Regions from separate parts of the Sander lucioperca genome. Here region 2 is linked to region 1. Evidence: chromatin contacts called from public Hi-C data. All regions are on one chromosome and are shown on one strand. Each heading gives the region's core, a stretch centred on a gene start, on an enhancer-like site or on the middle of the called end of the contact. The rest is flanking DNA. Distances are from core to core; before and after follow the strand shown. Region 1 holds the start of LOC116047014 (alpha-1,6-mannosyl-glycoprotein 2-beta-N-acetylglucosaminyltransferase). Region 2 holds the start of disp1 (protein dispatched homolog 1).

The links. Hi-C and Micro-C count contacts between places; a contact is called where the count stands out from the background.
Region 2: a Hi-C map of liver shows a contact between it and region 1, with 4 times the contacts expected there. The contact joins the promoter of disp1 here to the promoter of LOC116047014 in region 1. A contact is called at or near these places in 2 of 2 Hi-C or Micro-C datasets (liver and muscle).

Annotation. Positions count from the first base shown.
Region 1 is chr9:14,851,950-14,856,866 of SLUC_FBN_1.2, forward strand. LOC116047014 (alpha-1,6-mannosyl-glycoprotein 2-beta-N-acetylglucosaminyltransferase) reads right to left here and starts at 2,439. Exons shown (of 1, transcript XM_031295500.2): 1 at 1-2,439. The coding sequence starts at 2,306. The coding sequence ends at 1,038.
Region 2 is chr9:15,103,891-15,108,400 of SLUC_FBN_1.2, forward strand. It overlaps disp1 (protein dispatched homolog 1), which reads right to left and starts at 1,892. Exons shown (of 13, transcript XR_004104289.2): 1 at 1,706-1,892.

The DNA.
Region 1 (4,917 bases), core at 1,189-3,688:
TTGAACAAGACTCCAAAAGGTCACTTTCCACCTATCGGAAAACAAATAAGAGTCACAACCAAAAGAAGAAAAAAAAAAAAAAATTTTAAAAATCAACATCAAGCCAGCTCTCTTGTTGCAACCAGGGGTCATTACAGTGGGGAGTAGGAGACTGATTAAGTAAGTGGTACCAGTTGACCTCACCTCAAAAGAAAAAGACCCCTGGTTTAAGTAACACAAATTCCATTATATGCATTAAATCATTTGTTGACATTATAGTCAATGGTCAACTTGAAAAAAAGACAGTTGCTGTATAAACTACAGCTGTATAAACTACAACTTTCCCCATTCTATTTAAGATTGTCTTACACTTTTTTTTTTTTAAATTAAACCTATACGTCTGTACAGTAGTCTTTTTTTGTTGTTGCAATTTAAAAATCGTACCATTAAAAGAGCACATGCAAAAGCATTCCAGCTGAATGGGTCATGAAAGAAATGCCAGACAGGCATTCATCACACACTAACACACTGAACTTGTTGGGAATAAATTGCGTATTAACTACATCCTGTGCAACGTTCCCAGTCAAGAAAAAATATATTTGCAAATAAAATTGCAAATTAGTGTGTGTGTGTGTGTGTGTGTGTGTGTGTGTGTGTGTGTGTCATAGTTTACTCTTAATCCCCATCATTCTGCAATAAATCTAATGTTTTGGCTTGTGAAGACACCCAGAGACACAGTAAACAAACCTGGCAACATGATTGCCTGCATTCAACACAACACAAATTAAAAAAAAAAAAAAAAAGTAGTCTTTGGCAACTTTGCAGCTTTGGCGATTAAAAACATACAAAACAAGCTGTAGTCTAGCTGTGTACCAGCAGCATTTTTGGGGATTTGAATCGGTCCCTTTTCTTGGAAGATCTTGCTGGAAGAGAGCATTAGCACACTCCCGCGTGAAAAACGCAACCCACTGCAGCCTCTGAAACCCTGAAAAGTTATGAATGAATGGCACATTTGCAGAATACCAATGACGAATATGACTTAGAGAAAAGTTGGGAGTTCAAAGACGTTTGGCGTAGTTTTTGCATAGAATATGGTCTCGGACGTCCCCCCATCCTCCATTCTTCATGTGCGCCTTGTGCTCCACTCCTTCTGCACCATTAAGGACAAGAGACGGCGGAAAGAGGCCGTTGTTGGCCGCTAGAAGGCTCTCCTCTACTTTCTGTGAGGCCCATTCTGGCCTGCAGTTCTCCTTCTGGTGAAGGCCACAGTCTCCCGTGTGGAGAACCCTGGAGCCCTGTGCCACGAGCACTTTGACGGGCTTTGATATGCAGGTTCCCGACAGGTGCTGCAGCGTCCAGTCCCAGTTGTAGTCGTCGTAGGTGCAGAATTCGTTGTTGCAGCCCATCAGTTTGTAGTACATCTCCCTGGAGATGGCCATGCCTATGTTGTGTTTAGTGGACATCCACCCAGTGGTCAACACCTTATTGGAAAGTGTGGTGAAATCTGTCAGTCCATTGTGGTTACCTAAGGACAGCATGTCACAATCCGGGCAGCTGCTCTTCCTGAACTCCATCATTGATTTATAGAAATGGAAAAAGTCCGGTAAGATGTAGTTGTCCTCCTCCAGAAAGACTACAAAGCCACTGTAGCCCTGCATCGCCTGCACTCGCTCCCACACAAAGTGCAATTTCCACCACCAGTGGTGTTTTGTCTGAGTGATGAACGCCTCCCTGTAGTGTCCATACGAGTCCGGGTGCTCTGCGTTCAGGCATCCTGTTTTGAGAGCGTTGTCCTTGGATATGTCTCGAGGGCAGTCCCGCGGATCCTTTCCAGGAAACTCATCGGGATACAGCTGAGTGCTGAAGGGGAAATAAATTTGCAGGACTTTGCAGAAAGTTATCCCTTGCACAATGGCGTTCATTTTCTCTGAAAAGTAGTCATGGCTAAAGATGAGGAGAAAGCTGTGGACTTCAGCCGCTTTCTCCAGTGACTTGATGAGCAGTCTGAGGTATTCAGGCCTGTTGTGGACCTGCACAACCAGCACCAGTCTAGGCTCCCCTGGGAACCTATCCGCATTGTGAACACACTGCCTGTAATTGGCATTGTAAACGGACTTTGTCAACTCCGCAAGCGAGCCGAAGTTAAACTTCGCCATGGCACCAGAGCGCGTGCACTGATTAACCTGAACGGCGTTATTATTATTATTAAGTCCAGTTGCGTCATTATCGGAAACTAATAACACACGTGTTGTAAACAGGAGAGTCACAAGTACAAAGGAAACACCCAACAGCGCGAGCAGATTCCTTTTGAGCAGCCGAAACCTCATTTTTATTTTTTTCAGAAAAGTAAAAACAGACTTTGGAACACAACGGCAACAGCTTTCATTCACCTTATCGCATTCGCCGTCATTGTAAACTTCGTTTGCAACGCTGTTTCCTCCTAACTCCCAACTTGAATGAACAAGTCCAACGTCGCGCGACTTTAACCCAAATGTCAAACGTTTGCTGATGGCTGCCTTTCCTCGCGCAGGACCGTCTTTCCGCTTGAAAAGCGTGCTATTTGCCACAACAGTCGCTTCAACCTCTTGTATTGGCCACCTGTGGGAAAAAGCAGAACAAAGCGAACGGTGTAAGCAGTGTAGCCTATACAAGTCATGTGTTAATTTGGCGTTGAAAAAAAAAGAAGCTATGTCACCGCTGTTAGCTAATTTTGACTTACCCAAACTAGGTGCAATGTGTCAACACGCTCATACCAGGAAGAGGATGATGGGACCATGATACATCTTGGGTACAATTTTATTGACTGCTGACGTGTACAATCCAGCCAACGGGGGGAGAGACTGAGCTCCTGCTCAACGAATCATTGTCTTACCTATAGTTGTGTGCAGCTGTGTAATGTGAGACGGATATGTAAAGCAGGCACTATTTGACTAGTGAACACTGAACAGTAGGCACATCTCTAGAAAATGATCACCTTTTACGGCAATAACATTGGACCATTTTCTTGTTAGTCTACAGTATCACAAGTAATTAGTGAGCACTGAGCAGTGGTGGAATGTAACTGAGTACATCTACTCAAGTACTGTCCTTAAGTAGCCTGCAATTGTTCTTTTCATGCCACCTTCTACTTCTACTCCACTACATTTCAGAGAGGAATATTGTACAGCTTTATACTAGTTACTTTACATATTAAGATTTTTGCACACAAAACACAATGTAGTTTATAAAATATGATTTTTTTTTTTAAATATAAATGAAACTGCCCAACAATAAATAGACCTACAAGTCCAACTGAAAGGATTAGCCAATCAGATCGTTTCCAGTCTCTAAAATGTCAGGATTTTTCTGCATCGAGTGCTTTTACTTTTAATACTTTAAGTACATTTTCCTGAATGGTACTTACATACTTTGACTTAAGTAACATTTTCAATGCAGGACTTTTACTTGTAACAGAGTATTTGTACAGTGTGGTATTTGTACTTTTGCTTAAGTAAATTATCTGAATACTTCTTCCACCTTTGTTAGTGAGTGTGTAATTTTTTTTTCTCTCCTTTTCGGCCTACTAGTCTCCTGCATGGCATTCAAACAAGATTTAAAGATATAGTAGGCTAGTATATAGGCGTAGTAGCGTAGTAGCGTTCTGATTCTGATTCTGATTCTGATTCTTCTAGTAGAAATAAGATTTTCAGTTTTGACAATGTTGCACTGCTATAAAAAAAAAATACAATTAACAAAATATAATAAGAACGAAATGTATAAAAGGATTAGTGTTTTTGGAAGGAAATATACTGGACTTTATGGGGAAACACTTTTTTCCTCCGACTGTTCAGGTTTGACTGGTTGAGTTGGAATTGTTTTACGTTAAAATCTCACCCAAACACATAACAAAGGGTGTAATACTTGAAACTACAAGACAGGAAACGTGATACCCTTGATAGTGGCGGGGGGAGGGGGGTGCATAACAACAGGAGAAGGAACAAGAGATGCAGGGACTGGTGTCAGATACTGGGACAGTGTGCTTAAATAGGACACTGTAGCGTTGGAGAATACCTGTGCTGTTTGTTACGCTATGCTAAACCCCTTGTCAACAATATTTCCAAATCACTCCAAAAATTGGATATATAAGTAATATTTGTTTTCCTCAATCACATGTCTGTCACATGTCTGTCACATGACACAGGCTGCATGGGAAGTTTGAATACAGCAGTCCATTCATGTCAATGTTCCGTTTTTATTTTTTTAATCTTTGGATTGCTGTGGTATAAAACCATAGACTGTACAGTCTATGTATAAAATACACAAATTGTACTGGTGAATGAAGCCCTACATCAAATGATGTGGGAGACAGATATAACGCTCTATTGAAAAATGCACCTTGCCAGTTTATGGTGTTAACATTGAGCACCAAAATATCAAAATTGGGTCAGACCCTAAAGTCTAGAAGTCTTTATTTATTTATTTTTTTTTTTGCAAAAAATTGCAAGTAGTGGGCTGTTTTTAAATGTGACATGTTCTCTTTATCATCCCCCGCAGGCTGTCATGCTCCACTCATGGTTAATGAAGACGTCCCGCCTGTAGGCCTGTTGTTGCTGAAGCTGCTGGACCACTTCTTCCAGATAACGCAAACAGCCTGGCTGTGTGAGCCACTGAGATAAACTGTCCCACTGCCTAAAATAATTCCACGGAATCTGCAATTTTCAGGAAATAGTGAGTAGGCAAAAACCAGTGGTGGAATGTAACTCTAATGGCGATTTGTCCTCAGATTGAAAATCAAACGCCACGAGGCACCGAAGGAGTGAATTTTTATGTCTTATACAAACTATCTATCCTCAGCCATTGGTTGACCCCTCCCCCCCCCTTTTTTTTTTCTTTACTCTTTATTTATTTATTGTATTTTATTATCTGTGTACTTACTTATTCTTTAATTACCTATTCAAT
Region 2 (4,510 bases), core at 642-3,141, 250 kb after region 1:
TTTCTCGATTAATCGATTAGTTGTTTGATCTATAAAAATGTCAAAACATGGTGAAAAATGTGGATCAGTGTTTCCCAAAGCCTAAGATGACATCCTCAAATGTCTGGTTTTGTCCAAAACTCAAAGATATTCAGTTTACTGTCACAGAGGAGAGAAAAAACTAGAAGATATTCACATTTAACAAGCTGGAATCAGAGAAATATTATTTTTTTATAAAAAAATGACTCAAACGATTAATCGATTATCAAAATAGTTGCCGATTAATTTAATAGTTGACAACTAATCGATTAATCGATTCATCGTTGCACCTCTAGTGGCAAGGGGGCCTGGCGCGGGACAGTCACAGACTGATGGCAGCATTAATGTAGAGCCAAATAGTTTCTGTGATGACGGAATCATCGAAGGAGTCGCCAAATTGAGAATTTAAAAAAAGCTATAAGACAGACTCCATAGGGTCCAACATTAAGTCAGTGCTAAACTCTAACTGGAGATTTAAAAATATGATATTCCAAAAAGGAGCTGACCCACTGAAACTGTATTTTAAAAAAAAACATCTAAAAATAGATAAAAAAAAAAAAGAATTCCCAGTGGATTAGGCCTGGTTGGGGGGGGGGGGGGGGGTAATATAGCCTACCATATCTATACTGTATATAAGAAACTTTGAAAACAAAAAAAAATTATTATTTAAGGCTGGTTTCAGGGATGTGACTAAGAAAAAGAAGACAAAAGAAGAACAAACAATGGAATGGAACAAGAAAAGTTGAATTAGTGAAAAATAAGAAGTCAAGGGTGATATTTTCTGTTAGAGACTGAGAAGACAAAGAAGGAAAGCTGATTGAAAAATAGTATGGGTTTAATCCAGCTGTTGCAGATCACGAAGCTAAAGTGTTAAGAGTCTCTGAATTGGACAGATAATTTCATTTGCATGCAGTTGTTTGACAATGAAATAGGACTTCCCTTCCCTGCGAACACTTAAGCAGGTGTTCAAATAACTGAGTTTAGCAACTCCTTTTCAAAAACAGCGAGCCCGGACCAGTCTCTACTTTCGGTCTGCTAACATGTTCTCGACAATACAACCAAAACACAGCAGGAGAGCACAGCACAGGAATGTTTTTTGCACGATAGTAGTTTAGTTCCATAAGACGCTTGTTTTAGCAAACTAACAATGCGCAAATGTTACACACATTAATAATAACATAGGTATGGCAATACGAGACTAAATAACAATTAAATTAACATTACATGTTACACTTTTGTTAACGTAGCAACAGCTAAAACACACGCTCGCATAAACGTACTAAATTCAAAGTGTTAGGTGGGAGTTTTAAAACGTTAGCTTTAGGCTGGAACCTGTTCTTGTGTCAATTAAGATGACGTTATTAGTATACCCTTGGCGTTAAATGTCAAATCACAGCCATATCAGCCAAGCTAGCGTTAACCTTTATTACCAAAAGCTTCCTTTAGCGAACCCACGGCATTCCGACACGTTGTCTCATCATCACCGAGTGCTCCAAACTCTGTATATTAAGCCTTATTTTACCACCAAAACAATCCAACGCTGACGTTTGCTGGCTAGCTTTAAGTTCATGTTAGCTGAGTGACGCTGCTAGCCTCTGCCAGCTAATTTCGCTGACCAAAACAGCTGGTTTAACAACAGTGCTTTCTCTGGGGTTTCTTACACAACACAACCAAGCTGCATACTCACATGGGGCACCCACCGGGGGCGAAAGCAAAAACACACGCTGAGTACTAACAGGCGATAGGAAAAGTATTCCTGGTCCTAGTTTTTGCCGGATGCTGATGTATCCACTAGCCAAGCATCAACCATTGGTGGGCAGCTGCGCACTGAGTTCTTGTTTGCACTCGAAAGCCATTAGGAGGTTTCTGGAAAAATGTAGGGAACTTCGAAGTGTACTAGGAGCAAACGATCTTCTCGAAGTCTATATGGAGTGGTACAGTAGCTTATTTTTATATTATTCTAGTAGTTTTTTCTCGTAATTGTATTAGAAGCCTATCATCCTGTAGTCTCATTTTAAGGGGTCTAGTAAAAATAAGGACAAAGAGATACATTTGTGGCGAGGTGTGATAATACAGTTCAATATAGAACAGTCAAAACTAATTCATAAAGGCTATTGAAAAAAACGGAACAACTGAATCAATATTCCATTTTTGACAGTTATAATTGTGAATAAATAAAACACCCTTAGTGTCACTTTTTCAGTTTATATGTAGGCATTTTGCCAAATTAGACCTATTAATGTTACATTATAGCCTATAGGCTACTAAAAAGACCCAAATGATGAATAATAGTTTTAAACAACTGCTTAAATCTGTATGAAAGGATCAATAGCAGAAGGATCAATAGCAGAAGGTAAGGTATACACACTACTGGTCAAAAGTTTGGGGTCACTTAGACATTTCCATTCCACTCCATTATAGACAGAATACCAGCTGAGATCAGTTGCATTGTTTTTTTTTAATCAGTGCAGCAGTTTTCAGATTACATTATGTACTTACATAATTGCAAAAGGGTTGTTGACTGTTGTAGAAAGAAGTGGCTGATCTTTAATGCAATATCTACATTGCCCATTATCAGCAACCATTCATCCAATGTTCCAAAGGCATATTCTGTTTACTAATCTGATATCATTTTAAAAGGCTAACTGAGAAAACATTGGAGAACCCTTTTGCAATTATGTAAGCACATAATGTAATCTGAAAACTGCTGCCCTGGTTAAAAAAACAATGCAACTGATCTCAGCTGGTATTCTGTCTATAATGGAGTGGAATGGAAATTTTTAAGTGACCCCAAACTTTTGACCGCTAGTGTATATATACTGTATATCTCTTAATCAAAAATAATATTCCGGTTTGTCATTCAAGTTTTAATAATCCCAGTTATGGCAGTATGACAAGGTCTTTGCCACACACAAAACATGATCAGAATGGAGGAGGTGGAGGGAGGTGGATGCCAAGAAGAAAAGCTAAAAGAGGAAAGAACTAGAGTGCTCTCCGAAATTACAAGCCATTAAGATGGTCGTAGTTTCCCTCTGCTGTTCGGAAGTGCATTACATGACACAGTGCATCAGGGTCAATCCATAAATATCTTTCCCTCTCACTTAATTAGATTTGCTCCAACAACTGATGCCTTGTTCAGATTGTGTTCCACATCTGTGTCCGAACTGTAACACTATCATAGAGATCGTCATATTGAATAGTAATAGTTTTACTGAAGTAATGAAAGAGAGATCATTTTGAAAAAGTATATACTAAAGGGACGTCTAATGCCTAAGGAAAATAGATAAGTAAGTGTACAACAAGAACCTTACAACCTTCATAAATCATTTGTACAGTACACATGTGAATATACAGTATACAGAGCACATGTAAAAAATCCAATTAAATTGAAGGTTTTATATGTGACATGTATTTGCGATACTCTTTCTCAAACTAAACTGAAACACATTGTTAGGTTGGAAACTAGTTTTATTTTCATTCATTTTCATTTAAATGTGTTGTCTTTTCTTCAGACAAAAAGAAATGACTTTATGTTCCCACTAGAAAGACTCCACTCAGATAACTGGAAATTATGAATTGTTCAGTTAGAGTTTGATGTTAGATGAGATATTATCATGCTCTAACGCACAAATATTTTATCATACAACAGTGATGTTTCCTACGGTGGCCGACAGGGGCAAACGCCCTGCAACTTAAGAAAACACACGCAAATAGACAAAACACAAGCAAATTAAGAAAACAACTTCATTAATTTGACAACACATGTGCAGCATTCAGCAAACGCGCTGCAAATACCACAACACAACCAAATACATAAACGCACTGCAAATATGAAACGATGCAAAAAGAAAAGCATGCAAACCCCGAAAAAAGAAGCGATGCAAAAAGAAAAACAACTTCATTAATTTGACAACACATGCGCAGCATTCAGCAAACGCACTGCAAATATCACAACACAACCAAATACATAAACGCACTGCAAATACACACAACACAACCAAATAGATAAACGCGCTGCAAATATGAAACGATACAAAAAGAAAAGCACACAAACCCCGAAAATAAATGCAACAAAAAAACGCTGCATCCAGATTACACAACGGAAGTTCTCCAGGCCTCTAGAGGGAGCAACTAGTGGAACAGCTGGATTTTCGACCGTTATTAACCAATATTAAATTCATATTATTATTATTATTATTATTATTATTATTATTATTAATAACATAATATATTATTAATATACAGTCTATGCTCCCGTCTCATGCCCTCCCGGCTGGTGCCATCCCGAGCTTCGGCTTTTCAAAATAAAAGCTCGCGTCTGGTCCGCTATGTGTTTGTACTTTGGTGTGTTGGATGTTTGTGAACTAAACAGTATGGCAATCATGCTAATGAATACAATAACTTTTTCAGCAGATGTCTTACTTACAACTCGTTGGAGTTAGCAAAGCAGGTTTGTGTTTATATGTGCGGGCGGGATTTATTCAGTTTGATA